Linked DNA regions of Muntiacus reevesi: region 2 is linked to region 1. Evidence: chromatin contacts called from public Hi-C data. All regions are on one chromosome and are shown on one strand. Each heading gives the region's core, a stretch centred on a gene start, on an enhancer-like site or on the middle of the called end of the contact. The rest is flanking DNA. Distances are from core to core; before and after follow the strand shown. Region 1 holds the start of KDM4C (lysine demethylase 4C). Region 2 holds the start of UHRF2 (ubiquitin like with PHD and ring finger domains 2).

What was found. Hi-C and Micro-C count contacts between places; a contact is called where the count stands out from the background.
Region 2: a contact with region 1 is called in a Hi-C map of blood, with 2.0 times the contacts expected there. The contact joins the promoter of UHRF2 here to the promoter of KDM4C in region 1. A contact is called at or near these places in 2 of 3 Hi-C or Micro-C datasets (blood and muscle).

Annotation. Positions count from the first base shown.
Region 1 is chr17:35,732,262-35,738,846 of mMunRee1.1, reverse strand. KDM4C (lysine demethylase 4C) reads left to right here and starts at 3,055. Exons shown (of 22, transcript XM_065907905.1): 1 at 3,055-3,332.
Region 2 is chr17:35,986,189-35,992,773 of mMunRee1.1, reverse strand. It overlaps UHRF2 (ubiquitin like with PHD and ring finger domains 2), which reads left to right and starts at 3,126. Exons shown (of 16, transcript XM_065907762.1): 1 at 3,126-3,532. The coding sequence starts at 3,380. LOC136148282 (a long non-coding RNA gene) reads right to left here and starts at 3,132. Exons shown (of 2, transcript XR_010659494.1): 1 at 2,999-3,132.

The sequences.
Region 1 (6,585 bases), core at 1,806-4,305:
GTAGTTTTATTTGGAAAAATGAATATTTAATTTTTTTATTGTGTTATGATTAGATGTCATAAAATAAGTTCCAATATTTTCCTTGATGTGAGAGAAAACATAAACTACCTCATTTGTTCCGCCAGTACCCCACCTTAAGAAACACACACAGGAGTCCTAGGGAAAAAAATGACATATCTCCCCCAAACTTCAATTTTATTCAAATATTTTAAAAGAAAAATTAAATATTTTAAGTGGTAATTTTAGGTTTTTTTTTTTTTTTAGGTCTTTCTTATATTAAGACATAATGGTATCCAAACTGATTGACTATTTAGCTTATACAGAGGTTTGACTCACTTCAGTGTCTATCCCCACATCCTTGGTCCCCGTATTCCTTTTGGCCATTGCGACTCAGACTGAAAAGCTTTGATAATGATGGGAAATTAGTGAGGTTGTTTCAGTTGGGTGGAATCACAATTCAGTTCTTATTTTAGGAGGATAATTTTGACTTGCAGTACAGAAGATGGGTGGCAGGGGTATGGGATGGGTGGAGAATGCATTGGAAGTAGGGAGATCATTAGGAGACTTCTATAATAATCCTCGTAAGAGAAAAATTGATCTGAGCTTCAGAACACAGGACACAGAGAACAGCTACCAGGATTTCTAATTTTATTAGGTACTCACTATCATAGTCACTGTAACACTTAAAAAAATCATCTAAACATCTAGTTATTGGTTGGTTTGTATTGTACCTGTATAAGTAACAGACATGTATGTGATAATGATAAATAGAAACATTAATGAGTATTAGTTATTTAATACTTTATATTTTCAAAAGTCTAATGGACTTCAATATATTTAAAATTAGACTATATTATTTAGTAGTGTATCTATTTATCTATTTGTTGTATTATACATATTTTAAAAATTTACTAGTATCATCTCTGAGGTGAACAGTAGTTTACATAACATAAGCTTCAAGGAAAACCTATGTATCCAGTATACAAACTCCATCTTATTACAACTGGCATTTTTAATTTCACCTAAATAAATTAACCTACTATATGGCTAAAATTTTAATTTTCATTATAATTTACAATAGAGGTATTTCTGTATAATAAGGACACAACATTATCTTCTGTGACATGAATCCTGTTGATTTTCTAGTAGGCTCAATTCAATTTCCCAAACTAAAGTGCTTAATATTAGTACATTTACACAGTGCTTTACAGCTTTTGAAGTGTTTTGACATTGTACATTACCTTCTTTAATGTTCAAAAATTCTCAAAATTAGCAAAGCTGGTATGTCACCCTCATTTTTCAGGTTAAAAAATAGCAGACTTGGGACTTCCCTGGCGGTCCAGTGGTTAAGACTCTGTGCTTCCACTGCAGGGGGCCTGAGTTTGATCCCTGGGAACTAAGGTCTCGCATGCTGCACAGTGCAGCCAATAAATAAATAAATAAACAAAAAAAAAAAATAGCAGACTTGATTTACGGTGTTAAACAAATGTTATTTGTGCAATATTACCTGTCTGCAAATTGTGAATGGACTCGAATTCAGGTTTCCAGACTTTTAATTTTGGTGTACTAGGTTCCTAGTCCAATGCAGCATATGACTTCCAAGGACCCCGGTGTTTAGTAGCTGTTTCTTAATCTCAGTTCAGTTTTCATATCTGTAACAAGGAGATAATACCTATTCACTGCATGATTATAAAGATTAATTTTGTTAACATACGTGAAGCTCTTTAAACAAATGTCAATTTCACAGTAAGCCCTAAATGACTGTTATTGTTTTAGCATATACAATTGACTTGTAAGGAAGGTTGTGATCCTCATAGTATACACAGTTGGAGAAATCCCAGTTGAGTTTACATGTTAGGGAAGTTCAGATGTGTACTTAGGTGAGTAATGGAGCCTAAGCCTTGTTTCTAATTTAATGACTAAATAAACGTGGTGACCCAATAATCCCATTAGCTTTACTTAATCACCCATATTTCACCTGTCTTTGCAGTGCTCCTTCCGGTGAGAAAAAAATTTCCAGGGTGCGGTAAATGCACCTGTTCAGATATTTTAAAAAGCAAAAATCAGTGGATTGTAGTAGAAAACACAGCATATAAGACAGCCCAAGTGTGCTCAGAAGTGTAAGGTTCTGCCCAATCTTAGCTGAGACGTTAGGGGAAACGCCACAAGGGACCCAGCTGGAGTCTCTACAGGAAGTTTAAAAAAAAATTGTTCAGCTTTGCAAAACACCTGGTCTTTGGTAGTGCAAAGGCTTAATTAAGTAAGGTCTGTGTGGTTCTTCCGGACACCTTGGAAGGCAGAAGTATAGCTCAGAAGTAACAAGCTGTAGCAAGCTAGTTAAACTACTTTCTGAGGGGTCCAGAGGCACTTGAACTTCCTGTTACAATTCAGGCCATACTGCTGTCATCCCATGTTTTTGAGTGATCTCCAGTCCTTATTCCTATTGAGGTCACCTCGGGCCTCTTCAACTCAAGAGCACACCTGCGCCGGGCGGGACTAGTTCCGCGTAGGTGACTGAATTACGGGACAGTTTGACTCCTCTCGGCTAATAACAAGCTTCTTGCTTGAGTTACTTGTTAAGGGGTTGGCAACCTTTAGCCCACTTGGGACCTCCCATGTCGGTCTAGAGGCTGAGAAGTCTCAGTCATAAAACACTGTCATTACTGCCCAGCAGCAAGCCGAGACATCCTAGCCAGGCTCCGCTGGGCATTGCGAGGCCCCACCCATGGCAACGCCACTCTGACGTCTGCGCGCCGGGGACCGCCATAGGCCCGCGTCGGAGCCCTGGGCGACGTGTGGCGCGTGGACTTCATCAAGTCCAACCCTGCGGGAACCCGGTACGCGCTCCCAGGCAAGGTTCTGTGCACCTGTCTCTTCCTTCTACTCAAGTATCTTCCCCTTCTGGGCAGAAGGGGACACGTTCCTCTTCAGAAAACACGAAGCGCGGCGGCGAGCGAGCCTAGCCTAAAAACTGTGAGAAAGATTAAGCCAAAGCAAGAAGGTGCTTGGCACCTTTAAGCTGTTTGGAAGTTCACGTGACCCACCAAGTGCCGGGCCCCAGCGATCACGTGACGGCGCGCGCGCCCTCGCGCAGGGAGAGCCGGCTAGCCCCGTGCGCGCGCCTTCGCCGCTGCCTCCCAGCCCTCAACGGGAGGGTGAGGAGTGGCGGAGTGATCGGGCGACTGGGGCCGGGTGCGCGTGCGCAGCGAACAGCTGTCACCCAGTGCGGAACAAGTCTTCCAAATTTCCCAAATCTCCCTGGGCCGGAGGCCACCGTTCTTCTTCTCATCTTCCTCGTCGGGGTCGTGTCCTCGCCCCCTCCCGCGCGCCAGGTAACCGCTTTTCCGGAGTCCGGGGGATGGGGCCGGTGGGGGGAGGGGCCCGGGCGGTCTTCCCGGCACTGTCCCGTTCCGCGCGGGGCAGCAGGGGGTGCCGGCGTCTGGCAGAGCGGAGACGCCGGGCCGGAGACGCTCGGTCCGCGGACGCTGTGGCTGTCACGCTGAGAGAGAGTGGCCGGCCATGGTCGCAGGGCTGGGAAGCGGGAGCCAGTGACAGCCCAATTCGGCCCTCGCGGGGGTTCGGTCCCCGCGCTCGCCATTCTCCCGGGGACCGGAGTCGGGGTCGCGCTCCGTGGAGCACAGGAGCGCGCGGTGGTTCGGCAATGCCGACTCCTTACCTTTTCCCTTCCAGCCCGCTCTGAGGCGTTCTCCGGGGAGGCCGGGCCTGGCGCGCCCCTCGGGGCGATTTCTTCCCTGGGACTATCTCGACCCGCGACGTGAGGGTGAGGGCTCCTCTCCAGACCACCTCTCCGCAGGCAGCTAACCCCTCTCCTGGGTTCGTCCTTAGCCCCTGCGACTGTCCTTTTGGTTTTTCCGGAGTGGGGCCATTTCTTCCTGCAGTGCTTCTTGCCGTGATGCGGTGTAGACAGTGGGTGCTTAATAAATATAAGTCGAATCGGGTCGCGTGGAATGCTAGGCATGGCACATGGCGCGGGGTGGGAATGTGAAGAAAGGAGCCAGGTAGGCTGGGGCTCCCGGCTCGAGCTTGGGGTTTTCCTCTGGGCTCAGCCAATGAAACCAGCGGGGCTCGATTCGGATGCTTTCCGGGTGAACTCGGAGCCAGTCTTCCCTTGAGCTGCAACCACGCACGTCTGCACGGTCTGGCTTTGGTTGTGGGCGATGCCTGGGAGGTTTTTTGTCTGGTTCCTCCGCGCTAGAGAAGAGGGGACAAACTTTTTTTTTTTTTTTTAAAGCAGTTGGCAAATTACCCTGCGGGATGATTTATCAACTGCTGCCTCGGAAGTATAGGTTAAAAGTTGCAGTCGTTCCACCCTTAACCTCTTGGAAGTTTCTTTGTAGGGTTGGTTCACCTACGTTCAGACCAAACTTTGCTCCATTTCACCCACTTGAATTTGCAGTATTTTTTTTTTTTTTAAATCTCAGGAAACTCAGCTTCACTGTTTCTTTGGCAACAGTTACAAATAGTCTACTTTCAAAATGTCGTGGTTGAAAATTAATGGCTTTAAATCTTAAAGGTCCATTTTTACTTTGTAGCACTCAGTTCTTTTTGATCTTTAGTCAAGTTCTCCCACCTTGCCAGTCCTCTCCCAACCCTCCAGGCTTTGTTTTGGAATGTATTTCACGGTAATTCGGGTTTTTAAGGCCCTCTTTCTTCCAGTTTAAGGTGCCATGAAAAGTTTGCACATTAGAACACCCTTACGAAGTTGACAGTACAATTTAAGTAGAGTTGTTTCATTTTATTAACGGACTATAATCTGTTGCTTTTGTAAAGTTAAAAACATATTTCAAACATTGCAAGTACACAGATGCTTACGAGGTACATTTCCAGTGTTGTCAGTAACATTCTGTGAGAATGCAGATTTTAAGAGACTGGGAACAGGTACTTAATTTTAAAATTTCTTAGACTTAAAATTTCAATTTAAGGACGAAAATCTGGTATATTGAGTTCTCTTCTAGACCTCTTAATCACCCAGGAGTAGGTTAAGTGTCCCTGGGGCACAGTCTGAATTCTTTGCTTTTCTCATTGCTTTGTAATTGCTTGCTGACTGACTTTTCTACTTTAGTAGAAAGTTATAGTCTGAGCACAGGTTTTGTGTGTGATTGAATATATTTGTATTTTCTTTGTTCTGTTTCCAGCAGTTTGCGATAGTGCCCCAGGTGCTCCAGATACCCTCTTTCTTAATAAAAGCTTTATTGAGATATAATTCACATACTATGAAATCCACCCATTTAAAAGTGGATTTTTTCCCCTTGGTTATTAGTATATGCATAGAATTGAGCAACTATTAGCACAATCCATTTTAGACCCCCTTTTTAAAAAAATCACCTCAGAATTCGTTTCCAGTTAGCAGTTACTGTCCATTTCTTCCAAATCCAGCCTCCGCCCCAGCCCCTAGGCAGTAACTTTTCTGCCTTGTGTCTCAATGACTTGCCTGTTCTGGACTTTACATATAAATGTTAGCATATAGTACTTGGTCTTTTGTGGCTAGATGTTTTTCACTTAGCCTAATATTTTCAAAGTTCATGTTACAGCATGTTTCAATGCTTTATTCATTTTTATGGCTAATATTCCATTGTATGGATATGTCACATTTTTTCTGTTCATTGGTTGATGGACATTTAGATTGTTTCTACATTTTGTCTGTTATAAATAATGCTGTGAACATCCACGAACTGGTTTTTGTATGTATGCATTTAAATAAAATTTTTGTTACTTTACTCTTGAGTATATAGCTAGTAGTGGAATTGCTGGACTAAACATTTTCTCTTGAACAAGTGAATGAGCAAGTAGGGATAGTAGTATTGAGAGATGCTTTCTCTAAGCCTTTGAGGGTCCTATTTTGACTCTCTCCTGTACTACCAAGGAAAGACCACTTCTTAGAGGCAGAATTCTCTGTGTGTGGCATTGTCCTGGGGTTAGTGCTATGTTTTTCTTGTCATTAAGATTGTCCCTTCTGTTAGCCCAGTGTTTTTTTGCATGTAATAGTCATAATGATTATTTCCTTGATACTGATGTATTTATTGTATGTTTATTAGAGGTATGATAAAATATGTATATTTCATGCTCTTTAAACTCAGTGTCTGATGCAGGGCTTTCAATCTTTTAAAGTTTGTATTTCCTTTTTTTGGTAATATGAATATTTAATGCTTCTCTCCCTACCTTCATCTCTTCTATAGACCCAACCCTTTTTCATTTCTATGTGAGTTTCTTGGGCGCTGTGACATAGTTAAAGTCACTGTATTTTCTTTATCTTTACCAATCCAGAAGGTTTTATGGAGCCTAAAGGGTAAATTTAAAATACTGGATTATCATCTTTTTCTCCCTGCAGCTTCACCCGCCTCTCCCCTCCCCAGGATTCCCCTGTGCCCCTACCCCTTATACCCTTTGGGAGAAGATACTGGTCCTCCGCGTCCACACTTGTAGGGCCTAATCCTTTCCCTGCCTGAGTGATTGTGACAGTCACTTTGAGAAGTCTGTCTGCTTTGCTCCTCTTTCAGTGGCCTCACATCTTCTTTCCCCAAGGATCACGTTCTCTCAGCTCTCCGCAGGCTTTGCCCAGCCGGT
Region 2 (6,585 bases), core at 1,877-4,376, 250 kb before region 1:
CTCATGATGTACTCTGCATATAAGTTAAATAAGCAGGGTGACAACATACAGCCTTGACATACTCCTTTTCCTATGTGGAACCAGTCTGTTGTTCCATGTCTAGTTCTAACTGTTGCTTCCTGACCTGCCTACAGGTTTCTTAAGAGGCAGGTCAGGTGGTCTGGTATTCCCATCTCTTTCAGAATTTTCCACAGTTTATTGTGATCCACACAGTCGAAGGCTTTTGCGTAGTCAATAAAGCAGAAATAGATGTTTTTCTGGAATTCTCTTGCTTTTTCGATGATGCAGCGGATGTTGGCAATTTGATCTCTGGTTCCTCTGCCTTTTCTAAAACCAGCTTGAACATCTGGAAGTTCTCGGTTCATGTATTGCTGAAGCCTGGCTTGGAGAATTTTGAACATTACTTTACTAGCGTGTGAGATGAGTGCAATTGTGCGGTAGTTTGAGCATTCTTTGGGATTGCCTTTCTTTGGGATTGGAATGAAAACTGACCTTTTCCAGTCCTGTGGCCACTCCTGAGTTTTCCAAATTTGCTGGCATATTGAGTGCAACACTTCCACAGCATCATCTTTCAGGATTTGAAATAGCTCAACTGGAATTCCACCACATCCACTAGTTTTTTTCGTGGTGATGCTTTTTTACTTCCCTTCAAAAGTGTGGCCTTGTATTTCCAACTGTTACATGGATATCTCCATCTAGGTATATTTTAGATGCATTTCAAATGCTATACAGTGCAAACAGAACTCACCCTATTTTCCCTACTTGCTTTCTCTTCTAGTTATGAGCATTACCATCTACCAAAACCATCATTTATGTCTCCCAAACTAGAAATGAGCATTATTCTTAGCATTTTCCTCATTCCTCATATCTGCACATTCTGCAAGCCTGATAGGCTTGATTTTCTAGAATACTCTAGAATCTACCCTTTCCTCTCTCACCCACTGCCACAAGTTTCACCAAAACTGACACAATTACCTCTTCAGTAAGCTTTCTGACAGCATTCCACCCCCTGCCCCCCCACTTACTTTTTCCCTAAGGCATCCTTGCACATTCCTTCTGCTGTCTTTCCAAAGGCCTATTTAATCACATCAGTGAACTCCTGTAAAAACCTTAATTTCTCCCCGGGGCCCACAGAATCTACTGCTTTGAATGCTAAGCTTCACACTCTGCTCTTCTCCGTTTAGTCAAACTTTCTCTTACATGCAATTCCTACTGGACTGAAAAATGCGTACCTTCAGTCTTTGGTTAAGCACTCTCTCCTCTGAGGGCATTCTGTACTTAACTAAATCGTCTCCATAATAAGAGCACAAAAATAATTGATTGTGTGCCAGCTGGGATAGGCACTATGCTGAACTCTCTCTACACTCTTTAGACATCACAAGCACCATTTTGCATTGAAGAAACTGAAGTAAACAGTCTCTCCAAGATCATATTTTAAGTAAAGAGCAAAACTGAGTTTACAATTCAGGCCTATCTCAATCTTTGAACTGATCATTTAAATACCATCTTCCTTATAGTATACCATTTAATTCAGGTCAAGTTGTACCGCTGTCTTTAAGCTCACAGATTATTCTAGTTCCTCATCTCTAGTCCCTCTAGTCGCTCATGTCTAATTGTTGCTTTAATCAAAAGCAGACTATTTAGTGCTAAATTATTCTTTAATATTTTCATGCTTTCTAAATCTTATCTCAATTGGATTGTAAATGCTTTATAAGCAGAGAATTAGGGGAAAAAATGTCTTAATATGCTTCCACAATGGCATAGAATATCCTATAATAGCAAATAGCTATTCCTTATTGAGACAGGTTATAAGCGTGCTTAATAGTTACACATGTAATGAATACTCAGTATTTGCTTTACTTAGGAGGAGACAACATGAATTATACCTAAAAGATACAGCGAATGTAAAATTTCCAACAAGAGCAGAGACCCAGTCTGTATAGGTATCTATTTTTTTCTGTCCCTCCCCTGTTGGGCCATCTTTTTTTTTTTTTTTTCATATTACTGGCTCTCCATACTGGCAATTATTTCAAGTGGTTTTAACAAAAATGCTGCTCTGCCTTTATGCTAATAGTTTGCACCAGTCTGAACAGTCAAGTTATGGATTTTGGCAAATATTAAGTTCAAATCTTTTACATATGTATAATTTTTTCTACCTTTATATGCTCTCTTCCTTCTTATTTGAAATAAGCGCAGTTTGATGTCTTAGGTAACGTGCTTTGGGCCTATTTCTGATATTTATTCCTAGTAGGATCTCTGGACTTCTTCAGAGGTATGTAATTTTGCATCCTTTAAAAGCATTATCCATGACCCTCAGCCCAAATTCTAACTCAGGTCCACAATCGGTAACCACAAAGGGCCCTCCGGGCGGCGGCACCAACACTTCCGAGGTCTGAGGTACGGTTGCGAGCGCAGCGGGCCCGAAGAGGACGATCCCAGCAGGCCCTTAGCCTGCCCGCCTAGGGCCGCCACCTCAGCTCAGCGGCGGGAAACCCCAGGATGCGGGTTTCCGCGCGAAGGCAGCATTCGGGCCTGGCGGGAAACGACTTCGCGAAGCAGAAGGGTCCCCAGGGTTTTTCCTGGGTGGCCGGCCCAGCCAGGCCGCGTGGCTGACAGGGTCTGGCAAAGAGCGGGTTCATTTCCTGACGTGATTTCTCACAAATTTAGGCTGCACCCGCACGCACTCCCCTTTTTCTTGATCACACAAGTGCACGTCAGAATTTCTTATCTTTGGTGTGTTTTTGAGATCACAGAACCGAATCCGCTAAGCCTGAGGAGTCGCTGGCGCCCTGGGTAGCGAAACCGGGACCAAAGCGGGAACCCGTGTGGGCGGCCTTGTAACCGCCAGACACCCGAAGGCTAGAGGGCGTGTCCAAGGCCCAGGTGCAGGCGGAGGCACAAGTAACGGCTCTCGGCAGCCCCGCCCCTCTGTCCCGTCCTCCCTGCACCCCTCCCATGTTAGTTCCCTCTGGTCTACAGCCACTTCCCTAGTCGCTACCTCTTTAAGGCGGAGCCCGGCGTAGATCTCGCGAGATCCGGGTTGGCGCCGTGACCTCCATGTGGGAGCTAGAGCTCTATAAGTAAACACTCCGCGCAGCGCAGACAAGGCTGCTTCCTATTTGTGAGGCGGGGGCTGCAATAGCAACCGACTGGTTTCGGTTTCCTTCCCTCTCCAGCTCTGTTGGGTGGGCGCACGGTCTAGGATTCACCGCCGCCTGTCGGGCCCGGCGCCTGGTCAGTCTTCCTCCCTTGTGCGCGCGCTCGCCGGCCAGCCGCTGAGAGCCAGAGCCGCTGGGGAAGCGGCGCGGGCCGGGCGGGGCGCGGCGCCCGGAGCGCAGGGGGAGACAAAGCGGAGCCGGCCCCTTCTCCCGGCGCCGAGATGTGGATCCAGGTTCGCACCATCGACGGCTCGCAGACGCGCACCATTGAGGACGTGTCTCGGAAAGCCACAATTGAGGAACTGCGCGAGCGGGTGTGGGCGCTGTTCGACGTACGGCCCGAGTGCCAGCGCCTCTTCTACCGGGGCAAGCAGGTAAGGCGCGCCCAACGCACTTCTCTGGAAGCCCCACCAAGGGCAGCGGGATGCTTGGGCTGGGCGGGCCGGAGGGCTTGGTGTACCGCGCGCACAGAGCGCATCCGGCTCCACTTCGGATGGGCAGCCCGCGAGGCTCAGAGTGCGGCCCTGGGCCCGCCTGTGGGGCGCAGCGGGGGCCCGGCCACTCGAGTTGCAGGTGCGCTCGGCGGGGTCGGAGGCGGGGGCGCCCCGAGCGCCGAGACCTACAGCCCTTGCCAAGCCGGTCAGCAGCCGCAGGCACAGCCCGCCAGAGTGCCTGGGGTCCCTCCTTTCCCGCGCTTGGTGGGGTCCGTGGCCCCTGGAGGGCGGGGAGGGCAGCGAGCTCTGGCGGCCATGCCGAAGTGCGAGTGGCGAGGGCAGGAGGCTCCGGCTCCCGGCCGTGCTGACCCGGCTAACGGCTCGTATCGCTTCCGTACCACAGCCGTGCTGCCGACTCCCAAGTGGGAGGGGAAACTTACATATTGCTCCTTATGGGGCACAAGATTCTAAGCCCGCCTCCTCACTGTGGAAGGGATTTGTATACACTGAAGATTCGAAGGGTTTCCAGAACTTCTGCTTCCCCACCCCACCTCCTTTCCTAGAATCGAATCTGTCGTAGGGGAGATTAGAGACCTGCTGAAGAAGCTGTTGGTGTAACCCGGGACCAGGCTTAAACCGCCCAGTTTGGGCCAAGGGGGTGGTTCGAAGAGTACTGCTTTTCAAAGCAGTACAAAAGATTTGTTTTGCTCTTATTCTTCACCTTCTAATAGAACCCTCACTTAAGCTTTTGATACAGTCATTGGAGCATAGCCAGCGGTACACACTTTAAGGCCGAAAGTGTTTTTTGGCGGTGAGGTTGCCTGTGGGCGTCGCAGGTAGTTGAACCGTATGGCCTTGGTCTGGCCCATTGAAGATTTTTCCTACTCACATGGTCTGTATCAAGAGACTCAGACCCGTCTTATCTTTATCTTTTTCTTTTTTAAAAAATGTTAATCAACTAAAGAAGTTGGCTTCCTCCAGCTGATCATAGTTTGGCTCCAATCCTGTTGTTTGAAATAAGTGTAACTGTCTTTGATTTGGTAGAAGTAGCCTTTTTTCCCTACAGCTTAGTGTTTGAAAGGAATATTTTTCTCCCCTTCGTAGGCTTACCGTTTGAAACTGTCCAGAAATTTTAGAGTAATGAGATTACACTCCGAGAGAGAAAGAGCCACGGATTGTTTTAAGAAATATCATGGGCTTCCCAGGTGCCTGGGAATGCAGGGGACACGGTTTGATCCTGGATGGGGAAGATCCCCTGGAGGAGGAAATGGCAACCCACTCCACTATTCTTGCCTGGGAAATCCCATGGGCAGAGGAGGCTGGCAGTCCATTGGGTCACAAAGAGTGGGACGTGACATAGCGACTAAACAACAACAGAAAGAGATGGCATCTTTGATAGTAGTTAGTTTTATATTGATCTTCTAGTGTTTGACTTACAAAAACAACTGTTCGATTTAGTTTAAACTTGGCTTTAAAAATAAATGTATGTGTATTAAACGCTATGCAACTTTATATCACTGTGCCTCCTGTGGCTAATACCTTTTTTTTCTTTTGATCAAAAGTGAAAACCATGTAATCAAATTATTGAATTTTATTTTCTAGCTACGGACAATAGTACATAAATTCCCTGGATACTTTTAACTTCACCAGAGATAGAAATGAAGCATGAAAATGTATTCCCAGGCAACACCTCTTACCATCTAATAATAAAAATACGATAAAAAGAAAATGTTCACCTGGCTGTCTTGAGGGAAAGGAAGGGATTGTGATAAATTCAAGACAACAGAGTACATTTTCAGGACACCACGAAGCTATTCCAGGCTCATGGGAAAACTGTTGAGGATAACAACCTTATGTACCTCTTAGCCCAGGACAATTGATAACTCTCTGCTTTGATTTCTCTATAACGGTAGACAAGTAGGAATTAGGAATGGACCATGGGTTACTACTTAGTTGGAGACAGAAGAAAGATAGTGCCCCAGGTGTTTATTTACAAGCGGACAAGTAGCCATGGGAGTGATTATTATCTCTATTCTCCTTTGGAAATACAGTCTGCCGTCCTTGGACAGGATAGTGTGTCTGTAGTAGACTTCTATTGGATTGGTGTCACAGACCTGCCCTTATCCTGTAAAATGCTCTTTTGAGAGTCAAAATGAGAGAGGGCAAAATAGATCGATGCTACCTTTGAGAGTCAAAATGGAGAGAGATCAAGGCTGTAAATTCCAGGTAAAGTAGGGTAACCTCATTTGGATATGCTTCTCTGAGAAGCTGAATTTGCACCCTGGAGGTCGGAATTTTTTTAAGGAAGAGTTACATTGGTGAAACTCTAAATCTTTGAGAAAGAGTTTTGTGCTTATTAGGAAAACACACTCCTTCCTCAAGATATCTTACTGCCACATAGTGAAAAATGTCATAAATAAAAAAACATTTACAGTGTCCATGATGTAAATTACTTCCCCTTCCATCTTTGTATGTTAGGTCTCCTGCTTTTAATCTCTGATAAACATCAGAATCACTTAGTGGATATTTGTTATAGATGCTCACCTCACCCTAAAACTACAAGTGGTTGAATTTAACAAGACCCCATGGGAAATACTGATGAACACCAGAGTTTGAAAATGCATTTTGTAGGAACTCAGCCTCATACTAACTTACTGTTCATAGGATGGTCCTGGATCAGTAGGACCAGCAGCATTAGCTTCACCTGACCAGCCGCACTGAACTGGAATCTGTATTTTAACAAGGTCCCCAGGTGGTCAGTATGCAAATGAAGCTTGAGCAGCACTGTAATTGTGTGATTGACTCTACTTTTGAGAGTCAAAATGGAGAGAGAGCAGCAATCTAGGGCTGTAAGTTCCAGTTAAAGTAGGGTAACCTCATTTAGATATTCTTTGAGAGGTTGAGTTTGCTCTCTGGGGGTTTGTTTAAGAAAGAGTTGTATTAGTGGATCTCTAAATCTTTGAGAATCCAGAGCTTTTCCTACTCTGAAAGGA